2 separate regions of the Capra hircus genome follow, and region 1 is linked to region 2. A link is a contact called in public Hi-C data. All regions are on one chromosome and are shown on one strand. Each heading gives the region's core, a stretch centred on a gene start, on an enhancer-like site or on the middle of the called end of the contact. The rest is flanking DNA. Distances are from core to core; before and after follow the strand shown. Region 1 overlaps FCMR (fas apoptotic inhibitory molecule 3). Region 2 has its middle 27 kb from the start of IL10.

Evidence for each region. A called contact is a pair of places that touch in the nucleus more often than the background predicts.
Region 1: a contact with region 2 is called in a Hi-C map of blood, with 4 times the contacts expected there. The contact joins two enhancer-like sites. A contact is called at or near these places in 3 of 5 Hi-C or Micro-C datasets (blood and liver).

The regions. Positions count from the first base shown.
Region 1 is chr16:4,049,439-4,056,211 of ARS1.2, reverse strand. FCMR (fas apoptotic inhibitory molecule 3) reads left to right here. Exons shown (of 8, transcript XM_018060103.1): 5 at 59-195; 6 at 517-675; 7 at 1,396-1,454; 8 at 5,247-6,773. The coding sequence ends at 5,423. Among named protein-coding and RNA genes, the nearest start is that of IL24, 7.8 kb to the right of the region's middle. Within about 2 kb of position 1,356, at least 3 of the 5 cell types and tissues checked have an H3K27ac peak or open chromatin away from gene starts, as enhancers often do.
Region 2 is chr16:3,942,468-3,948,598 of ARS1.2, reverse strand. No RefSeq gene overlaps it. Among named protein-coding and RNA genes, the nearest start is that of IL10, 27 kb to the right of the region's middle. Within about 2 kb of position 2,793, at least 1 of the 5 cell types and tissues checked has an H3K27ac peak or open chromatin away from gene starts, as enhancers often do.

The DNA.
Region 1 (6,773 bases), core at 107-2,606, 110 kb before region 2:
CTTAAGTCCCCCTCCGTTCCTGACCTCTCCTTCCTCTTCCCGTTCCTCCCCTGCTCAGCGGCTCCAACCAGGCCCCGGGTGCTGCGTCTGGGATGGAAGACCAAGGTGTCTTCGTCCTGATCCCCACCATCCTGGGTCTCATACTGTTGGCGCTTCTGGGGCTGCTGGCGAAAAGGATCGTTCAAAGACGGAAAGGTGAGTGGGTCGGGCCCAGTGACAGCGCACCCAGAGCACCCAACTCCCTCTGATCCCCCAGGGACACTCAGGACCTTTGGATGAGCAGACTGAGTTTGGGGGGACTCGGGATGGGGTTCGGCTGTCTGGACATGGGGACGGTGAGGAGCGCGGCCCGAACTTGAAGTGGAGGGTTCCGAGCCACTTCCGAGCGGAGCACCCTCAGGTCAGACGCTCCCAAACAGCGGGCAGGGGGCCGTCTTTAGTTTTCTGTAAGACTGGGCGAGTGCGGGCCTCTGACACCCTCCTTCCTTTTTCTGTCCCTGCGGCTTGGTTGATAAGCTCTCTCCAGGCGGGTCCGCCGACTGGCCGTGAGGATGCCCACGGTGGACGCCTCCCAGCGGGCCCGGTCCCAGCGGCCGCGCGTGTCCCGGCGGCCACGCACGCCGAGCAACATCTACAGCGCCTGCCCTCGGCGGCCCCGCGGCGTGGACGCGGCTGGTGAGCCTGCGGGCAGGAGGGAGGAGGGCAGGGCTGGGCGTGCGGGCAGGCAGGGGGGAGAAGGTCGGCTTGCGCGGGCGCGAGGCGGGTCTGGGGGTGGGGGGGGGGGCGAGGGGGGTTGGGGCGGGGTGGAGCTGGAGGAGTGGGGAGGGGTGTGGGGGCCGAGGCGGGGTGGGGGGCGGGACTGGAGGGGTGGGGGTCCTGGGGGACGAGGCGGAGGCGGGGGCGGGGCTGGCGCGCGAGCTGGAGCCAAAGAAACTGCGGCTTCATTTTCTAGATAAAGAAATGGAGGTTCAAAGAAAGGCAGTGAATTGCTTATTTGAGTGAATTTGTCCTTTGCTTTATGTTTTATGTCAAAAAGACCTTCTTGGTTTCCTAGTCATTGATAGAAGAGCTAGATTTTGTGAATGGAGCATAAACTTCATTATGCGTGGCAGCGGGGTGGGGTGGGGGGTGGCAGCGGGGTGGGGTGGGAGCGGGGTGGGTTGGGGGGCAGTTGGAGCGGGGTGGGGTGGGGGAGAAGGGGGCCGGGCCGGGGCCGGCGCGCCAGCTGGAGCCGCAGAAACCGCGCGGCGCAGAGCGCGAGCCGGGAGACCCGCGCCTCCAGGACTGCGGCGGACCGCCGGGCCAGGGCCCACGGCCCGGGGGCCCCCCGCAGAGCTGGGGGGCGGGGCTGGGCCCTGGGCCCCGCCCTCATGCCGCCCTCCGCGTCTCCTTCAGGTGGAGGGTCGGCACCGCCCCCAGGCCCCGGAGCTCCCGCAGCCTCCGCCCCGCCGCAGGTAAGCCCCGCCCGCCGCGGGTAAGCCCCGCCCGCCGCAGGTAAGCCCCGCCCCGCCTCTGATTGGCAGCTGCGGCTCGAAAGGGCGGCCCCAGACCTGGGCGTGGCCCCGCGCGCCGTTTGCTGAGCTTCGGCTTCGTGGGAGGGCGCGGGCTTTCCCAGCTGCTGCGGGTCCTTGCCTCGGGAAGTGAGTATCCATTTCCTCCTTGGACGGTGCCCGTAGGCGGCTACCCAACAATTGTGGTAGACTTAGTTACCTGGCTTCTGGCCAGGCATTTCTCACGGGATAAATGAGAGCTTAAGCAGAGGATGCTAGATGTCGACTGTACAAATACGAGAAGGGCTTTCCTGTGTAAGAGATTCAGTTTCCAGTAGGTCTTAAGAGGGTAGAAGTTACCCGTTTCATCTGAGGAAGTACTTTCTCGTAAGCCCTCTAAGATGAGAGGAGGTTGTTTACTGGAGGCAATTAAGCCTGGCCTAGGGAGTTGGTGACACGACTGAGCGACCTCACTTTCACTTTTCACTTTCATGCATTGGAGAAGGAAGTGGCAGCCCACTCCAGTATTCTTGCCTGGAGAATCCCAGGGACGGGGGATCCTGGTGGGTTGCCGTCTCTGGGGTCGCACAGAGTCGGACACGACTGAAGCGACTTAGCAGCAGCAGCAGCAGGGAGTTGGTGATGGACAGGGAGGCCTGGCGTGCTACGATTCATGGGGTCGCAAAAAGTCGGACACGACTGAGCAACTGAACTGAACTGAACTGAACTGAGGGAGAAGGAAATGGCACCCAACTCCAGTACTCCTGCCTGGAGAATCCCAGGGACGGGGGAGCCTGGTGGGCTGCCGTCTATGGGGTCACACAGAGTTGGACACGACTGAAGCGACTTAGCCGCAGCAGCAGCAGCAGCAGGGAGAAGACAATGGCACCCCACTCCAGTACTCTTGCCTGGAAAATCCCATGGACGGAGGAGCCTGGAAGGCTGCAGTCCATGGGGTAGCTGAGGGTGGGACATGACTGAGCGACTTCACTTTCGCTTTTCACTTTCACACATTGGAGAAGGAAATGGCAACCCACTCCAGTGTTCTTGCCTGGAGAATCCCAGGGACGGGGGAGCCTGGTGGGCTGCCGTCTATGGGGTCGCACAGAGTCGGACATGACTGAAGTGACTTAGCAGCTGCAGCAGAGACACAGATGGACTTCCCTGGTGGCTCAGCTGGTAAAGAATCTGCCTTCAATGTGGAAGACCTGGGTTCAGTCCCTCGGCTGGGAAGATCCCCTGGAGAAGGGAAAGGCTACCCACTCCAGTATTCTGGCCTAGAGAATTCCATAGACTGTACAGATAAGATTCAACACTTTGAGTGAGAAAGACTCCTCTTGAAATCTAGATGTGGAGTAGGGAAGTCATTTTCTCCCTCTCTCTCTCTCTCTCTCTCTCTCTCTCTCTCTCTCTCTCTCTCTCTCTCTCTCTCTCTCGTCTTTCTATTGATGGCCACTGGCGGGTGTATGAAAAAATGTTAAACTATTCATCCTTCGTTGTCTTCCCCAATTAAGAAGAGAACATTTTATTCTCTAAAGCATCCACAGTAGCAGAAACATTATTGCTTCCAGAACCAGGAAAACTAAGTGTGGCAAATGTCCCTGATTTAATTAGGGTGTAGGCTAAGCTGCTGCAGCAAACGCTAAACCCCAGGGCTCACAAGATGGAAGCCTGTTTTCCTCAAAAGTGAAGACAGGGAGCCAGGAGGAGGTGGCCTGAGCCATGGCGTCATCCGGGGCCTCAGAGGCCTTCTGACTGTTGCTCCACCATCCCCCGGAGTCTTGCCTCATCCGTGGTTGATGCTCAATCACTAGCACCATGTATGCATCCCAGCACATGAGAGGGAGAAAGAGAATGTTGCTTTTTTAAGACCAGGAGCCTGAAGTTTCACACTGGGCACAGTTTAATCACATGGTCACACCTGTGTTCAAGGGAAGCTGAAAACTATCCCTGTGCGTCTTGCTTAAAAAGGGGAGAGTGATGCCTGGGAACAGGCAACAGCTCTGCCCCCATCTGGCCCAGCTTCTGGAGCTTGCCCTTGCTGAGCCCTGCTGGAGGAGTTCTCAGTAGCATGGGTAGGCCCCGCAGTGCCCATCAACTCTACCCTTTGTTGTTCAGTCGCTAAGTCATATCTGACTCTTTGTGACCCTATGGACTGCAGCATGTCAGTCTTCCCTGTCCTTCACTATCTCCCGGAGTTTCCTCAAATTCATATCCATTTGAGCCCTTTTCTCTGAAACTGTTCTGTGACCACACATGGCCTCATGTGGGCCTGTCAGTTCAGTTCAGTTCAGTTCAGTCGCTCAGTCGTGCCTGACTCTTGCGACCCCATGAATCACAGCACACCAGGCCTCCCTGTCCATCACCAACTCCCAGAGTTCACTCAAACTCACATCCATCGAGTCAGTGATGCCATCCAGCCATCTCATCCTCTGTCGCCCCCTTCTCCTCCTGCCCCCAATCCCTCCCAGCATCAGAGTCTTTTCCAATGAGTCAACTCTTCGCATGAGGTGGCCAAAGTACTGGAGTTTCAGCTTTAGCATCATTTCTTCCAAAGAACTCCCAGGGCTGATCTTCAGAATGGACTGGTTGAATCTCCTTGCAGTCCAAGGGACTCTCAAGAGTCTTCTCCAACACCACAGTTCAAAAGCATCAATTCTTTGGTGCTCAGCTTTCTTCACAGTCCAACTTTCACATCCATATATGACCACTGGAAAAACCATAGCCTTGACTAGACGGACCTTTGTTGGCAAAGTAATGTCTCTGCTTTTGATTATGCTATCTAGGTGCCTTTACCTTGCTTAAATTTTACCCTTCCTCTCTGCTTAAAAGTCACACTCCTGCTATCAGGGATAAAAAAATCTTGATGAAACAAATTCACAACAAAGTGCCTATGATAAATGACTTGAGTATTTTAAGCCTTCACAGGGAGCGACTTTTTTAAAATGGTTAAGCCAGATCAGTCTCAAATGATGAACCATAACAGGCAGTGGGAGATACATTTTTGAAGCAAGCTGCTGCCCAATTCCTCTCTGGTAAAGTACAGAAAGGAACAGGTCCTTTCAGTGAGCACTTACTCAGTGCCTGCTCTGTTCAGGGGGCTGAACTTCTAGTTCTCAGTGGTTGTGTTAAAAATATGCGACTCTCCCTGCTGCAGCCTTCCTGGGTGGATGTCACAATAGTTATGCCATGCTGGGGTCATGGCATAGCCCTGCCCTCCGAGAACTGATCCATCCCAAAGGCAGATGATCCTGAAGTTTCTTTCCGGGGAAGTGGAGCTCTACACAGCCTGCTACCTTCCTCCCCTTCAACCACCCACTCCTTCCTGGAATGCACTGTCCCATCACGTCACAGCCTCTCCAGGAAATGAAAGGCCTATGGAGGTGCAGAGGATGATTCATCCTCCTTCTGAATAATTCCCTGAGAAGATGCATATTTATCCTACAAGTCACATCATCTAATCCAGAGGGGAAACTCCTCTGGTGGATGGTTCTCCTCCAGACCCATGCTTAGTCACATGATTTTTGTCTGAGCCCCATTTAAAACACTTCCTGCCGTATTAGATCAAAGTGTTTTCTAGTTATGTAGAGCATGAGGCACCACCCTGAAAATCCCCAGGGCTGAGCCACCTGATGGAGCTCAACCACCTCTGCGTTTTGCCTTCTGGAGGACTGCAACCCCCACCCCACCATTGCCCACTGTGGATACTATAGTCACCCTACCCAAACCCAGGGATGCTTCTTTGGTTGTTTCCAGGTACCTGAAATTCCCTGGCTCCCTGTCCCATCTCTGAAGATCGACTGTGAATATGTAAGCTTCTGCCACCAAACTGCTGCCCAGGTGGAGGACACTGATTCCAATGACTACGTCAATGTTGCCTGCCTGACTCACCTCTCCAGCTGTGCCCCTGGGCCCAGACCTTGGTGTCAATGAGTCTTGTCTGTCTGCTGGTTCCCAACACCCACTCCATCTGTTTCAGAAGCCTCGTTACCTCCCCACCTCAAGTCTCGTCCCTGCCTGTTTGCCCCAAGCACTGATCAGTCTCCCCTCCTCCAGCTCTCCTTACACACTTTTGAGCCCCCGGTGGTTTTCACGTGGCCTCTGGGAATGCAGAGCATTTGCCCTGATGCCACCTGCCTCCTCTCCAAACCATGTGACAGGCTATGGTCTTGCAGAGTCTTTTTGATCACAGGGTCCTTACTCCCCTGGCTCTAGACCACATGGCCTTGGGCTGGAGTGGAGGCATAGCTGTTGCTTTGAAAGCTTGAGTTCCCCACCGGCAGAAGGTACCTGGACTGCCCTGTGAAGACACGCTTCAGCCCTGAGCTAGGAAGGGACCTTGGTATGAAATACCCCTGGCAACCTCTTTGCCCCAGTCTTAGGGCTAGCACTTACTAGTGATCTTCTGTTTGTCTGGAGTCCTCTGGTGATGGCAGTTTATTTGGATGTGATGAAGGGTTGTAAATTTTCAGAACCATCCTTGTTAGTGACACACGTGGATAACCTCTTTAGGTCTTCCTCCCTTGATCCACGTAAGGACCCCGACTCCAGCATTTTCTCTCTTTGAGAAATAGAATAGCTTTTGTTATCTATTTATCCTTCTTCTATAGCCTAGTACTATCTTAGCCGTGGTCTATTTGACCTATCCAAAGCCATTACAACTGTCTGCTTTCAGAAATACACTCTGTTCCAGTCCGAGTGGCTTATGGCCAGGTGGGAAAGGACAGTGATCTGGGATTCCTGGCGGGCCCATTGTTCTGCAAGAGCACTGACATCATGGAAGAAGAGACAGCCCACATCCTACATGTATTCGACCTCCTAAGTGTTCTGAAAGAGGGCAGAGTTAGGCAGGCATTGTATCTTTGGGTTGAAATCAACTACAAAGTTCAGCAAGAGCTGGAGACGAGAGAATGCCCAGTCTTGCTTTTAAGAAGAAGGCCTTTCCCAGACACACAACTCAGCCTCACAGTGCACTGGCCCAGTGCTAGAAAGCAGAGGCTACTGAGGTGCCTGCCTTATGAGCAGGGAGTGCCCTCACAGGTGGGACTGTGCGTCCAGGCATGAGGACAGCAGCCGCAATGTCAGCTTGACTCCGGCCCCCCAGGCGGGAGACAAAGGCAGAGGAGCAGGATCGGAAAGCGCACCCGAGGGGTGGGACTGGCGGCAGCAGGCGGGAAGGGCAGACCGAGAGGCAGCGCTAAGGGGGCATCTGCTTTGTGCTGGGCACCGTCTCTGCTCTGTCTTTCCTCATTTACATGTCCAACCAGCGCTCTCACCTCACCC
Region 2 (6,131 bases), core at 1,544-4,043:
AAAGTAAATGAGCATGAAAAGATACATAAAAATCCAAAATAGCTAATTGAGAACTATTAGAAAAGCATAAATGATTAAGAATTGTAAGAATACAGGTGTACTCTAGAATCAGAACCAGGTGTGGGCAGGGACATCATTTGGGGCTTGAATGATCAGAACAATGTTCACAGACAAGCTCAGGATTGAGTGCAGCTCTGAGGAAGGGGTGTGATTTGGAAAGGAAAGAGGCCGGTGGAGTCTTCTTCCCAAGAGCCTCCCCTGGGACTCAGATCACCCCACCCACAGCAGTCAGTGCCCATTCAGTCCTTCAAGGGCACGGTTACTTTCCCTATGATATAATGGAATTTCAGGGCCCAAACAGAGAATTTTAGGTGGAAAAAATCCCAGCACATCTTCTCCTCCACCCCCCAGTGAAGATTCAGAAAGCAAACAAGGAGCCTGCTTGAGGGGGTTTCTTTGGCAGTTTGCTCTCTTATTTGATTCCTGAGTCATTGCATCAAGCATCTCTAATCAGGAACACCATTAAAAAAAAAAAACAGAGTATAATTGCTTTACAGTGTTGTGTTAGTTTCTGTTGAACGACAGCTATATGGATACACACATCCCCTCCCTCCTGGGCCTCCCTCCCACCCAACCCCTAATCCCACCCCTTAGGTCATCCCAGAGCCCCGAGCTGAGCTCTCTGTGCTATACAGCAGCTTCCCACTTGATATTGATTTTATACACGGTGGTGTATATGTGTCCGTCCTAATTCATCCTACCCTCCCCTTCCCTCCTCCCTGTGATGACACGTCCATTCTCTATGTCTGCATCTTTATTCCTACCCTGAAAGTAGGTTTAGCTGTACCATTTTTCTAGATTCCAGATCTAGAAAAATATATGCACATACATGCATTAGTATGTATTTGTTTTCCTCTTTGTCCTACTTCACTCTGTATGACAGACTCTGAGGTCCATCCACATCTCTACAGCCCGATTCCGTTCCTTCTCGTGGCTAAGCTATATTCCACTGTGTATATGCTCTACATCTTTATCCATTCCCCTGTCAGTGGGCATTTAGGTTACTTGTGTAAATAGTATCACAACGAACACAGGTACGTGTGCCTCTCTATGTTGTGACTTTCTCAAGGTACACCAAAGCTCTTCCTGGCTGAGTCGTCCCTGGAAAGATGATGACATCGGTAAGAGCTTGTTATTGAGACGAAAGATGCAGCGTGTGATTCAAGTGATGCACCCTCGGGAGACTTCATACGCTCTAATTCCTTCCATCGCTAGTCACTCTCGGTTTCTCACTACCCATTTGATTACGATGAACCCAACCTGGGGCTTATATCTGGGTAAAGAATCTATGGAGGTGTAGAAAACACGAAAGTCAAGAAAAGAACACTTGAAATGGTTGACACTGAAGCTGTGGGATGCCTGTGTCAGGAAGGACTTCAGGGTTCATTTGTCCAGCTCTTCCAGCACAGGTTCTCCAAACCATGGCTCGAACAGAAGTCGCCCAACGTGGTTCTGTGACTTCCAGGGCCTGGGAGCCCACATCCTACAAAGTCATCCACAAAGTCAGCAGGCCAGTGTTATTAGCAAGCAAGCCATGTTTAAACGTAACGAAAATTAATATATGTACAATATCCGAATGCATCAACCCCTTCTGGATTGTACACAGCTAGATAAATCCCTGTGTTGCCTTATAGGAGAAATGAGAGATGAGGCTTTTCTGAGCTTCCTGCCATGTAATGGTGGGGATGGAAAGGAAAGGACAAAGATGGGGCAAGGAAAGTACAGATGACTTGATATTGCAATATTCAAGCTGGACTGATTTTCTCTTTCACCTTTCTGGAGTGTCTTCCAGTCCCTGGAGCAGTGACAGTCCAGCAGCTGCTCCAGAATCCAGGGAGCTTCACTCAGATTCCTAAGTACCGGCCCTGAAACCCTGAATTTGGTAGATCTGGGGTGAGGTCTGGACGGCTCCATGTTTTAAAGCTTCAGACTGTTTGGAAGTGCATCCAGGTTGAAACTGACTTCCTTGGAGAGCTCTGACCTCTATAATCTCTGGTAATAAAAAGTAAAACCCCAAATACTACAGTCCCTAAAATTCATGTAAGCGGATAGCTCTTATCTCCTCTGGCAGTGTTTTTTGAAGTCATACTTTTTAATCACCTAGAGCCAGGCGACTAATACTTTCCTGTTCCCCCCAGCCGCAGCCAAGCCCCGAAGCATCACCTGAAGCCTGTGTCTGGGCCTCTGCATCTCAGCTTGCCCTCCACTGCAGGCCAAGATGCTGACAGGAGCAAAAATGACTTGTTTTTGAGAGTAAAGCTGTGACTGAGATGACGCACATGGGCTCATGGAGGGAGACTCTCACATCCGACGCACCTTCCTCCATCCACAGAGTCACGTTGCTACTGTAACCACATCACTAATTCCGAAAGACTTGGACTCCTACACAAGCCTACAGGTCAATGCCTGTGACTGGGGAAGGAACCTGGAAGCCATCCAGCCCCAAGTTCCTGGCACCTCACATTTTCTCCACACTAAATGGCTAAAGCCCATGGGTGTAACCATGTCACTGAAGGCTGTGTTCTCTATTTATAAAATCTTTGGGGTGCTTGTTTAGAAAGACAGACTCTTGGGCTTCACCAAAAATTTAAAAATCTGAATATCTGGGGTAGGGGCAGAAAACCTGCCTTGTGAACAAGCAGGAGCAGGTAATTCTGACTGAAGCTGATTTTGAACTTCACCCATTCAGGACTAAATGCCTAAAAAGGAAATGTATATGAAAACAGTGACAATTTCCCCCGCCCTCCCAAAGCCATTTCTCCATCTCTTCTTGAGATCTGGGCCAAGGTCCCCTATTTTTTCTGTACATTTTTCTCACCTTCCTGCCCATTCTCGTTCTCAAGAAAAGTTCTAATCTGCCAGAAAATTGGTCTTTTTTTTAAAGCGAGCAGTTCACTTTGCCTGGAGTCCAGCTCTATCCATCTGGGCAGAGGGCACAGGGCAAGAAAATAGGCTTAGTGAGCAGAAACACAGGAAGGAAAGGATGGTGTTGGAAGAAAAGCCTAGGCTTGGAACTTGCTTATGTAAAGTTAAAAAAAGAAAAAGTCCATACCCCATTATATCATTCAGAATTGAAGTATTAAGTGATGATTCACTCGCTAAATTCTTTCGCAGTGAAGTGGGTTGTGGAATCGAAAGGTCCGAGTTTAGTCACTAGTCCATCACATATTGGCTGTGTGACCTTGGGCAAATTACTGAACCTCTCTGAGATTTAGTTCCCTTACCTGTAAGGTGGGCTTGATCACGTAATAGCACCGCTATCGTTTTCCTGCAATAACATGTTTAAAGTGCCTGACATAGGTTGTGGCACACGATAGGCAGCCCAACAACACGAGATACCGTTAGTAATGTAGCTCTCTAAGATGGTCCTTCCACGCTTCCCTCCTCTTGCTCCTCCTCGCTGACTCCAGGCTCTAGCCAACCTGAGTGGCTTACTCTTCCCAAAGGCTCTGATCGGTCATGGGCTTCAGAGCCGAACAGGTTTGATCCAATCCCATCTCCATCCCCAGCCCGTGAGCTGACTGACCTTTCGATGGTTCAGTCTCCTCCTCTGGGAATCGCAGCCCCCTCGGACAAAATCACAATGCCCTGGTCCAGCAAGGCGTATGGAGCTTGGCCCTTGTCATTCTCCTCTCCTCTCCTTCCCTCCAGGCTCCCGTGTTTGCCTGTTTCCCTCCTTGGAGAGTTTGCTCATACTGCTTCTTCCACCTGTGATGCCCTTTCCTCATGTTCTGCTGTTGGAATTCTTCCCAAAGTCATCGTTATACTACCCAACCCTGATAGATGAGATGCTGAGATAAACCACCCCTCACCAACAAACACAGTAAGTCGCAAAGAGAAACAAATACCGTATATTAACGCGTCTGTATGGAACTTGGGAAGATGGTACCGATGATCCTACCAGCAGGGCGGCAAAGGAGACACAGACGGAAGGAACAGACCTTTGCGCTCAGCGGGAGAAGGCGAGGGTGGGAAGACTTGAACTAATAGCACTGAAATATATGTAAGAGAGATGACCAGTGCAAGTTCGAGGCTTGAAGCAAAGCACCCAAAGCCGGGGCTCTGGGACAACCCAGAGGAATAGAGTGGGGAGGGATGTGGGAGGAGGTTCAGGAGGTGGGGGACACATGTTTACCCATGGCCGATTCCTGTTGATGTATTGCAAAAACCGTCACAATATTGTAAAGTAATTGTCCTCCAATTAAAATTAATTATTTTTTTAAAAAAAACAGTATTTATTAAGAGCCTATTGGTTGTCAGGTACAGTTACTAGGGCCTAGGGATACAGAGATGATTGAGATTTAGTCAACAAATTCAGCTGACTTAACATAAGAACAAAAGGCTGTAATATATGTAGTAACAGAGGTGAGTCTAAACTGCTGAGAGAATACAGAAGGGGGAGCTCTTGGGTCAGATGGGCTGGGGAAGTCTCCACATTGACAAGGACATTTGGGCTTGACCTGGAACAGGAGTATTTGACAGGAACAGGATATTTGACAGACAGAGACGAGGGGGAAAGTTGTCTACAAGTGTCCTGGAGACCCGAACATCGGAATTAGCAAGAGAGCCAATACGGCTGGAGGTTAACTTGGAGTTGGGAGGGGGTGGAGGCAGAGCTGGAAAGGTGGAAGGGACCCAGGGTGTGACTTTGACCATGGAACGGTCTCGAGAAGTTGGCCACGATCCACCTCTGCCCAGGTATCTTGGGATAAGGGAGAACACCCCTGAGGTCCCATGAGGAACAGCATCCCAGGACAGGAGCAGTTTCTACAGAACTTTTTTGTCTTTTCGGATATTTTGGCCACCTAATGCAAAGAGGTAACTTATTGGAAAAGACCCTGATGCTGGGAAAGATTGAAGGAAGGAGGAGAAGGGGACAACAGAGGATGAGATGGTTGGATGGCATCACCGACTCAATGGACATGAATTTAAGTAAGCTGTGGGAGCTGGTGATGGACAGGGAGGCCTGGCGTGCTGCAGTCCATGGGGTTGCAAAGAGTCAGACAGGACTTGGTGACTGGACTGAGACGAGGGGTCATGGACTATAGGGTTATAAGACATGTGAGTATGGCAGCCCCCAGTTCTGCTGGCTTTAAAAAAAAAAAAAAGAAAAACTACAAATGAACAGCTTTTCTTTTGATCTCTTGAAATTCAATTGCAAGATTTAGAAAATCTCACTACATTCGTCAGGGAATAAAAGTGGGAAAATTTAGTGCTTTCTGAGGAAGGTTGCAATTTGGGAGTGAAAACTTCTTCTCATCATCCAGCCTTCTTTCTCTGAGCCAGAGGTCAGCAACCCCAAGGCCAGTGTAATGCTTCATCCTGGGGCCTTCTAGAATATGTTCCTGGCCTAGAGTTATTGCTGGTCCCCAGGCTCTGCCAGGTCCCATGCCAGAATCAGCCAACATCCTTGCCCTCCAGTTGCCAGGGCAGCTGGCCGTTGATACATACCTGTCACCTCCTTGGTTCGGCATACAAGGCTAGGCAAGGTCTCTGGCTAACTTCCTCGTTCTCTTCCCCATGTTCCTTGTGCTCTATAAACACTGAATGTCTCACCATATTCCAGAAGCAGCAGCTCCTTCTTTTGTTTTTTAATTGAAGTATAGTTTATTTACAATGTTGTGTTCATTTCAGGTGTACAGCAAAGTGATCCAGACACATATTCGTTTTCAGATTCTTTGCCCTTACAGGTTATTACATAATACTGAGTATAGTTCCCGGTGCTATACAGTAGGTCCTTGTTGGTTATCTATTTTATATATCGTAGTGTGTAGATGAGGGCTTCCCTGGTAAAGAATCTGCCTGCAATGTGTGAGACCCCAGTTTGATTCCTGTGTTGGGAAGATCCCCTGGAGAAGGGATAGGCTGCCCACTCCAGTATTCATGGGCTTCTCTGGTGGCTTAGATAGTAAAGAATCTGTCTTCAAAGCAGGAGATGCTGGAGACATGGGTTCGACTCCTGGGTCTGGAAGATTCCCTGGAGAAAGGCTTGGCAGCTCCCTCCAGTACTCTCGCCTGGAGAACCCCATGGACAGAGGAGCCTGGCGGGCTGCAGCCCGTGGGGTCACAAG